Linked DNA regions of Mus musculus: region 1 is linked to region 2. Evidence: chromatin contacts called from public Hi-C data. All regions are on one chromosome and are shown on one strand. Each heading gives the region's core, a stretch centred on a gene start, on an enhancer-like site or on the middle of the called end of the contact. The rest is flanking DNA. Distances are from core to core; before and after follow the strand shown. Region 1 overlaps Eya2 (EYA transcriptional coactivator and phosphatase 2). Region 2 has its middle 31 kb from the start of Eya2.

The links. Hi-C and Micro-C count contacts between places; a contact is called where the count stands out from the background.
Region 1: a contact with region 2 is called in a Hi-C map of nephron progenitors, with 2.3 times the contacts expected there. The contact joins two enhancer-like sites. A contact is called at or near these places in 2 of 484 Hi-C or Micro-C datasets (cranial neural crest and nephron progenitors), 9 of 115 datasets of contacts at active chromatin or transcription factors (craniofacial prominence, embryonic basal ganglia, embryonic limb bud and 5 more) and 2 of 9 other capture datasets (adipose tissue and embryonic stem cells).

What each region holds. Positions count from the first base shown.
Region 1 is chr2:165,701,340-165,705,406 of GRCm38.p6, reverse strand. All of the region lies in intron 5 of Eya2 (EYA transcriptional coactivator and phosphatase 2), which reads right to left. Among named protein-coding and RNA genes, the nearest start is that of Gm29993, 28 kb to the left of the region's middle. Within about 2 kb of position 1,821, at least 8 of the 459 cell types and tissues checked have an H3K27ac peak or open chromatin away from gene starts, as enhancers often do. A contact at or near this core is called in nephron progenitors, where this site is marked.
Region 2 is chr2:165,562,184-165,566,106 of GRCm38.p6, reverse strand. No RefSeq gene overlaps it. Among named protein-coding and RNA genes, the nearest start is that of Eya2, 31 kb to the left of the region's middle. Within about 2 kb of position 2,421, at least 63 of the 459 cell types and tissues checked have an H3K27ac peak or open chromatin away from gene starts, as enhancers often do. A contact at or near this core is called in nephron progenitors, where this site is marked.

The sequences.
Region 1 (4,067 bases), core at 572-3,071, 140 kb before region 2:
CTATCCCTGGGAGTGAAACTCACAGAAGGTCCTGACACATTCCGCAGCAACTTGGAGGGCAGTGTCCATGGTCACAAGGAGGCTTGCAGGCCAGTGGCAAATCCCAAGGGACAGCATGCTGCAGCTACTCTAGACTCTTGGGAGAGGTTTTTGACACAGGCAGATGGGGGCCACCATCAGGCCTGTGACTGAATGCAGACGTTGGTCCCCACTCCTTTTGGGCACAGCAGATAGTACAGACATGACAGCAGGTGGCCTGGTACCAATTAAACCTTATTTGTGGGCCCGCGATGCTAGAGTTTCCTATCATTTTTCTTGCTAGGAAGTATCATTCTAAACAAAAATTCTCTCAGCCATCTGGACGTTGTTACCTTATAAGCCACAGAGACACAGGATGGACAGGTGGCAGCTAGGAGACAGACAGGCGGCAGCTAGCTTGTGTCTAGAGCAGAAAGGGATCGCCTTTTTAAAACTTGGGCTGGAGAGATGGCTCAGTGGTTAAGAACGTGGGCTGCTTTTCCAGAGGACCTGAGTTTGTTTTGCAGATCCTGCATGGTGGGTTGATAACCATTCTTATTTCCAGCTCTGGAGCCATCAAGTGCCCTCTTCTCACCTCCAAGGGTACTAGACACACTGGTAGTGCACTGACCATATATGCAGACAGAGCATCCACACACATAAAACAAATGATAAGATAGTTTTAAAAAATAATAAACTTGGTGAGGGGAGGGACTTGGAGAAGTGAAGGGAGGGGAAACTGCAGTCAGGATGTAATGTATGAGAGAAGACTAAAAGGTAGAACAACAACAACAACAACAACAACAACAACAACAACAACACGATGTGGGCTCCTCTCTCCCTCCTTCCTCCTTTGCTAGGCACTGGACCCAGGACCTCATGCACATTCTGCAAGTGAGATGCATCCCAGCCCACCACTGCCTTCTTATGTCTTATTTCTAGAAGTCTCCATACTCATTTTTTTAAAAGGAAGATTTATTATTATACACAAGTACACTGTAGCTGTCTTTAGATGAGCCAGAAGAGGGCATCAGATCTCATTACGGATGGTTGTGAGCCACCATGTGGTTGCTGGGATTTGAACTCAGGACCTTCGGTAGAGCAGATGGTGCTCTTACCCACTGAGCCATCTCGCCAGCCCTCCATACTCATTTTTAAGAGGCTGGTAGGAGACAGTGCTACCTGAGGCTTCCCTGCAGGGGTGGAGAGGAGTCCCAAGCTTAGCAAAAGGGCACACACACACACACACGCACACGCACACGCACACACACACACACACGCACATGCACACACATGCATACACGCACACAAATGCACACACACTTGCACATGCACACATATACACATATACATGCATGCACACACATGTATGCACACATACACATGCACACACACATGCACGTGCACGCACACACACACACACACACACACACACACACACACATGTCCCTTTAGGTAGCTTTGTCCTTTCTGCCCGTGTTCCAGGAGCACTACCACAGACAGAAAAGCCCATTTATCCACCTATAAGTTGTGGCTCATGAGGCTGGGAACACAGAGACCCTGTTTACCTCTGATGGCCCTCCTGCCTTAGGCTACAGGACACACATGTCCTCTAGTCTGGGTCAGGATTGGATTGCTTCTGAGCCCTCCTTTGCTCCTCTGGGGCGTGGGTGGTTCTCATTCCTGGCTGCTGCAGCTCCCCACCCCCACCCACAACCTCCAACTGCTCTCCCCAGTCCAGTCCTATCTCCCAGAGGATTCATTACACTGAGGTCCTTGCTGGGACCCATGAAGCGCTGAACCATGTCCTCCTAACCCAAGCCCCCTAGAATGTGCCCTTGTGTGGAAAGAGTCATAGCAGCTGTGACTGGGATAAGGAGTGGGAGAGGCTGCTGGGTAGGTATGGGACCTTAAACAGAGGAATCCTCCTTAGGAGAGGAGGAAAAAGGCACCCTGAGGGGAATCCCACAGGGCAACGGGGAGGGCTGGGGGAGGGGCAGGGAGCAGCCCCGTGGCTTTCCAGTTGGGACCCTCCTATAACGCACTCAATACTTTTGGCCTCCAGAACCACACAGAAATGACCCCGGGGTTGTCTCAAGCCTCTTAGGTTGCAACACTTGCTGCAGTGGCTTGGGAAAGTACCAGAGAGCCTGACTTGACTGTCCTCCAGCCCTGTCTGCCTTCCTGGCTGCACAGATAGGCTCCTCCTGGTCCATCCCCCCAGCCTCACCGACTTCCTCAGTCCTTGCCATGATGACTCTGCCATTCCTCAGCCCCCAAGTGCACGTCACCTTTGCAGGGGCTGTTCCCTGTCTGGAATGCCCTTCCCTGTACCTTCCCGTAGGACACATCTGCTGCCCTTTACCCAGGCCTCTCTGGTCCCAATAGCTTCTCATTCTACCCCTAACTCTGCTTTTCTCTGTGACCCTATGGTCATCTGAAACACTAGGAATTTGTGTTTAATAATAATAATAATAATAACAATAACAATAACAACAACAACAGGAGATAACTCAGTAAGATACCTGCGTATAAGGATCTGAGTTCGAATCCCCAGCACATGTAAAAGCCAGGCATGGTGTTACATGCCTGTAATATCTGAGGCCTAGAGGTTCTGTGGAGCCCACTGGCCTGCCAGCCTAGTTAAATCAGTTAGCTCTCTGGTCCAGGGAGAGACCCTGATTCAGAAAAATAAAGTTGACAGTGTCTGGAGACAACCTGCCGTTGACCTCTGCCCTCCTCACAGGCATGCGCACACGTGTTCATGCCATACAAACATGTATAGATGCCAAAGTCAAAAGAAGACCACTATAAGCCTCTGCCTGTTAGACGAACGCACCAGAGGGCAGGACGATGCTGACAACCTGTTTTGTCAGAACTGCAGTGGCTGCTATGGTCAGTACTTTCTGGGTGATAACTATGGTCATTAGAGAGTAAGATCCCTCACCCCCAACACAAACACGCACACGCACACGCACATGCACACATACATGCACACAACCAGTTCTTGTTGCTGGAACCTGTGACTGCATGGGCTATGTGGAAAAAGGGGCTAAGGCCAAAGATGACATTGAAAGTCAGTTGTCAGCTAATTAGGCCGGTGCCCTGGATTGTCTAGGTGAGCTTCATGGGGTCACAAAAGCCTTAAAAAGTGGTGGAAGTAGAAAGAAGGTTCGGAGACATGACCAATAGGAGAACACAGTAAGTCCAAGCAAGCCAGACTCACTCTGCTGACCTGGTATGCACAGAGAGGGGACCCAAGCCTAAGTTAGGAGTCCATTAACAACTCCAGGGATCTGCCCACCCTGCTCTGCACACAGTCAGCCTGCCCTGCCCACAGTCAGACTGCTCTGCACACAGTCAGCCTGCCCTGCCCACAGTCAGACTGCTCTGCACACAGCCAGCCTGCCCTGCCCACAGCCAGCCTGCCCTGCCCACAGTCAGACTGCTCTGCCCACAGCCAGCCTGCCCTGCCCACAGTCAGCCTGCCCTGCCCACAGTCAGCCTGCTCTGCCCACAGTCAGCCTGCCCTGCCCACAGCCAGCCCGCCCTGCCCACAGTCAGCCCGCCCTGCCCACAGCCAGCCTGCCCTGCCCACAGCCAGCCTGCCCTGCCCACAGTCAGCCTGCTCTGCCCACAGTCAGCCTGCTCTGCACACAGTCAGCCTGCCCTGCCCACAGCCAGCCTGCCCTGCCCACAGCCAGCCTGCCCTGCCCACAGTCAGCCTGCTCTGCACACAGCCAGCCTGCCCTGCCCACAGTCAGCTTGCTCTGTACACAGCCAGCCTGCTCTGCACACAGCCAGCCTGCTCTGCACACAGCTAGCCTGCCCTGCCCACAGTCAGCCTGCTCTGCACACAGCCAGCCTGCTCTGCACACAGCCAGCCTGCCTTGCACACAGCCAGTCTGCCCTGCCCACAGCCAGCCTGCCCTGCCCACAGCCAGCCTGCTCTGCACACAGTCAGCCTGTTCTGCACACAGTCAGCCTGCTCTGCACACAGCCAGCCTGCTCTGCACACAGCCAGCCTGCTCTGCACAAAGGCCTGCACA
Region 2 (3,923 bases), core at 1,172-3,671:
TGCCTCTCCACCCCAGGTTCAAGGCACCAGGTTCAGGGCTCAGGACAGACCAGCGTGGTGGACCCGTGCGTCTAGAAGCAGTCTTTGTCCAATCACAACTGCGGAAGGACAACACATGCCTCTATCCCCTCCGCTGGTAAATATGGTGACTTTGGGTTCCTACTTCTGTTCTACCTTCCAGAGACCCCGTATGCCTGAGGTTTGCCCATGAACTGTGGGCACCAACTGAGGAACCCACTCTTCTGTGTAACCCGGCTCTTCTCTTGCACACAAGGAGAGAGGGATGAGGAGCATCCAGACAGGGACAAAGACACTGTCCCCGGATGCTCTTGTGACTTTCAGGGTCTGCTGCTTTTCCTGGGAGTTCTTTTCCTGAAGCTTTGAGGACTTAGCTCTGGCTAAAAGAAGTACCCAGGATGAGCCACCTATTGGTGTGCCAAAGGTCAGACAGATCACAGGTAAGGAGGCACTCCCCTGCCCCTTGAGTAGAGCACTCTCTGAAGCTTGTGGGTTTGTCTGAGGGAGGAAGCTGACTGTGCTCACCCACTGGGGTGGCTATCTGGGTAACCCCCAGGTCTTCAATAAACTACATGTCCCAAAGATTTGTGACATGCTCAGATGTCAGGGTCTGGGGTCGTGGGGGGATGGCTCAGTGGGTAAAGAGCTCTGCGTGCGACAGTAAGGGATACAAATACCCAGAATCCATGTAGAAACCAGAAACTACAGCTTGAGTCCACAATCCTGGCATTTCCACGGGGAGACCGGAGACTGAGGCAGGAGACTCCCTGGAAGTTCACAGGCCATCCTGGTGTAGGCAGTGAGAAAAAAAAAATAACAAGGAGCCCCAGCACTGACTGAGCCACACGGCTGTCCTCTGACTTCCCCATGCGTGTGTGGCCTGTGTGTGCCACAAACATCGACGTACAAACATACACCATACACAAAGATTTTTTTTAAAGTGTGCTTGGATTTTGAAGTTTTCATTTGATTCTGGGTTTTCATGGCAGCTTTTTTTTCCCCCTGAGCCATGGAAGACTGGGGGAGAACAAAAACACCCACTTGTCGTCAGCCTCGGGCAGGGGCACGATGCAAGGGGCTGTTCCTTCTTCTGTAGAATGGTATGGGAAGGTACCCTGCAGGGTTCCAAGGAGGACTGAGTGAGTTAGAACATCGGGGCTGGTTGGGAGCATTTGTATCACCGTTGACACTCAGCTCTGCTCAGCCCGTCCCATGTCTCCAGAAACACTGGGCTGCATTAATAAAGGCCATGAAAGGACCTTAGAGACGCTTTGTTACCCCTTCTCTGCCAGCCCTCTGAGCCTGAGACCATGACTAACGTGCCTTAGTTCCAGGCTCTAGGCTGGCTCAGAGCAGTGGCTGGGCAAAGAATGAAAAAGTGGTCTCTGGGATGGTGGGGGGTGGGGGTGGGGGTGGGGCACAGGTAAGAGGAAGTAGTGTGAGATCATTGGGGAGACGGAGGACTAGTCCCCTGGGATTCACTTTCCTTGGCATGTGACAGCTTCGTGGGTTGTCAACCCAGAATTAAAAGGCTTTCTCATAACGAGGCTTGGACAGTTCAGATCTGAAATAAGCCCGGGGGTATCCTGAGCTACCACAGTAGTGCAAGCAAAGGAGTTGTCTCTATGTCTCTATGAGGACAGAACCCAGACCGGGTAGACAGCCAGTTCGGGTCTCCCTAAGAAAGAGCTACAGCAGAGAGGGAGAGCAAGATCTTTAACCCCGGAGTCGGAGTCGCCTGAAAATGGAGCCGGCTGCTGTCAGAGGCAGGTGTAAACCTTTGGACCTGCAAACTGGCAGGATTTGGCCTTTGTGCTGGCATTTTTGAGTCTGAGGCCAAAAAGAAAAAGTGTGTGGTGTCTAAGGTGTGTGTGTGTGTGTGTGTGTGTCTGTCTGTCTGTCTGTCTGTCTGTCTGTCTGTCTGCAATTCCAGTACTCAGAGGAAGACTGAGGAAGGAGGGTCACCTTGAACTCACGGCCAGCGTAAACTACACAAACTACATAGTATTCTAGATACTGGAAATCCAGCCAGAGTTTAGTGCACACTAGGTAAACCATCTGTCCACTATACAACATGCCCAGGCCACTTAAGCTATTTTCCCCATGGCTGTGTGTTTGTGTGTTGTAGAGAACACATTTTCCAGTCAATCCCCAGTTGTAGACATTTGGATGACCTAGTTACTAGCCAGGACTGGTCCCACTTTGTGCAGGGAAATGGTGGCCAGGGATGAGGAAGGCACAGAGAGGCGAGGTGTAGGCTGCGGGCGGGGCGTGGTCTGCGGGCCCCTAAGGTCACTGACTCCTGGCATCGCACCGGCTTCGGCGTCCTCAGTGGGGTTTCGGGTGCCTGCTGCCGCGGGCGATACCATCTGCGCCGCGCAGGTGTGCCCGGGACCTGCCCAACCTGGGGCACTGGAAACACTGCACCGATTGTGACTCCGCGCACCCGCCGGGCAGCTGCGCCCGGGGCTGCCATCTGTGCACGCGGGCGACTCAGGGCGGCGGGGACGCGCCCTCCTGGGCCCCATTCAAGCGCTGCCAAGGTCTAATTGATGAGAAATGTCCCCAGCAGGTGCGAACCTGTCTCCGGAGGCGGCGCCCGGGAAGCGGCGGCTGCTTCTCCGGGAGCGCAGCTGTCGCGGGGTCATTACCGCAGCGGCGTCCCCCGGGCATTCCAGGAAGCCCGAAAGCCCGGGTGGGCGTGGAGGCTGGGGCGGGGAGGGAACCCCCACCTCCTACTGCCCTCCCATAACCTCCTGCCAAGATATACGGGTTTGGAGGTTTCCTTTAGATCCTGGCAGGAGACACCAGCCAATGGAGCCCTATCAGACCAGCACAGCAACAAGTGGTGACTCCTCCGAGGACTCTCAGGTCTCCCTGCCCCCGAAAGGACTTTCAGAGGTGTTGAGTGACCCTTCTACTCCGGGTAGTTTCTTTTCCTATGTTTTGCAGTGTTGGGAGCAGTGTTCAACCCGGAGCCTCAAGCACGTTGGACAACAGCTTTGCTTCCGAACCCCATTCCCATCTTTTTTTTTTTTTTTTTTTTTTTTTTGAGATAGGGTCTTTTCTGTATAGCCCTGGCTCTCCTGGAGCTCACTTTGTAGACCAGGCTGGTCTCAACTCAGAAATCTGCCTGCCTCTGACTCCCGAGTGCTGGGATTAAAGGCGTGCGCCACCACGCCCGGCTTCCATCCATTTTTAATTTTTATAGAGAGATAGAGTCTTGCCAAGTTACTCTAAACTAGGACCTGAGGTCAGTGCTGAAGGGTAAGCAATACTTGAACTTTCCATCCTCCTGCCTCAGCCTCCATGAGTGACCTTAAACTCCTGGTTCTCTTGCTTCCACCTCTCAGTGCTGAGATCTCAGGTATGCACCCGCATCATCAGGCACAGTTTATGCAGGGTTGGGGATAGAACCCAAGGGTTGTGTGTGTAGCAGACAAGCACCCTACCAACTGAACTAGCACAGCTGGTCTAGTTGGGGGTCCGTTGGATCTCTGAGGCTTGGGTCCACTGTTCTCTCTTTTTTTTTTTTTTTTTTATAAAGGCAACTGATTCTTTTTTTTTTAAGATTTATTTATTTATTATATGTAAGTACACTGTAGCTGTCTTCAGACACTCCAGAAGAGGGCGTCAGATCTTGTTACAGATGGTTGTGAGCCACCATGTGGTTGCTGGGATTTGAACTCTGGACCTTCAGAAGAGCAGTCGGGTGCTCTTACCCACTGAGCCATCTCGCCAGCCCGGGTCCACTGTTCTTAAGACAATGACTTGTGAAAACATTGTTGACCGCAATCACCAATAGCAATGACCCCAACGACATGCCCCATGCCTCTTGTGACCTTCTGTCATTAGGGTCAGGATCTCAAGACAAGATCATTCTAGATCAGAACAGCCCTAAGAAC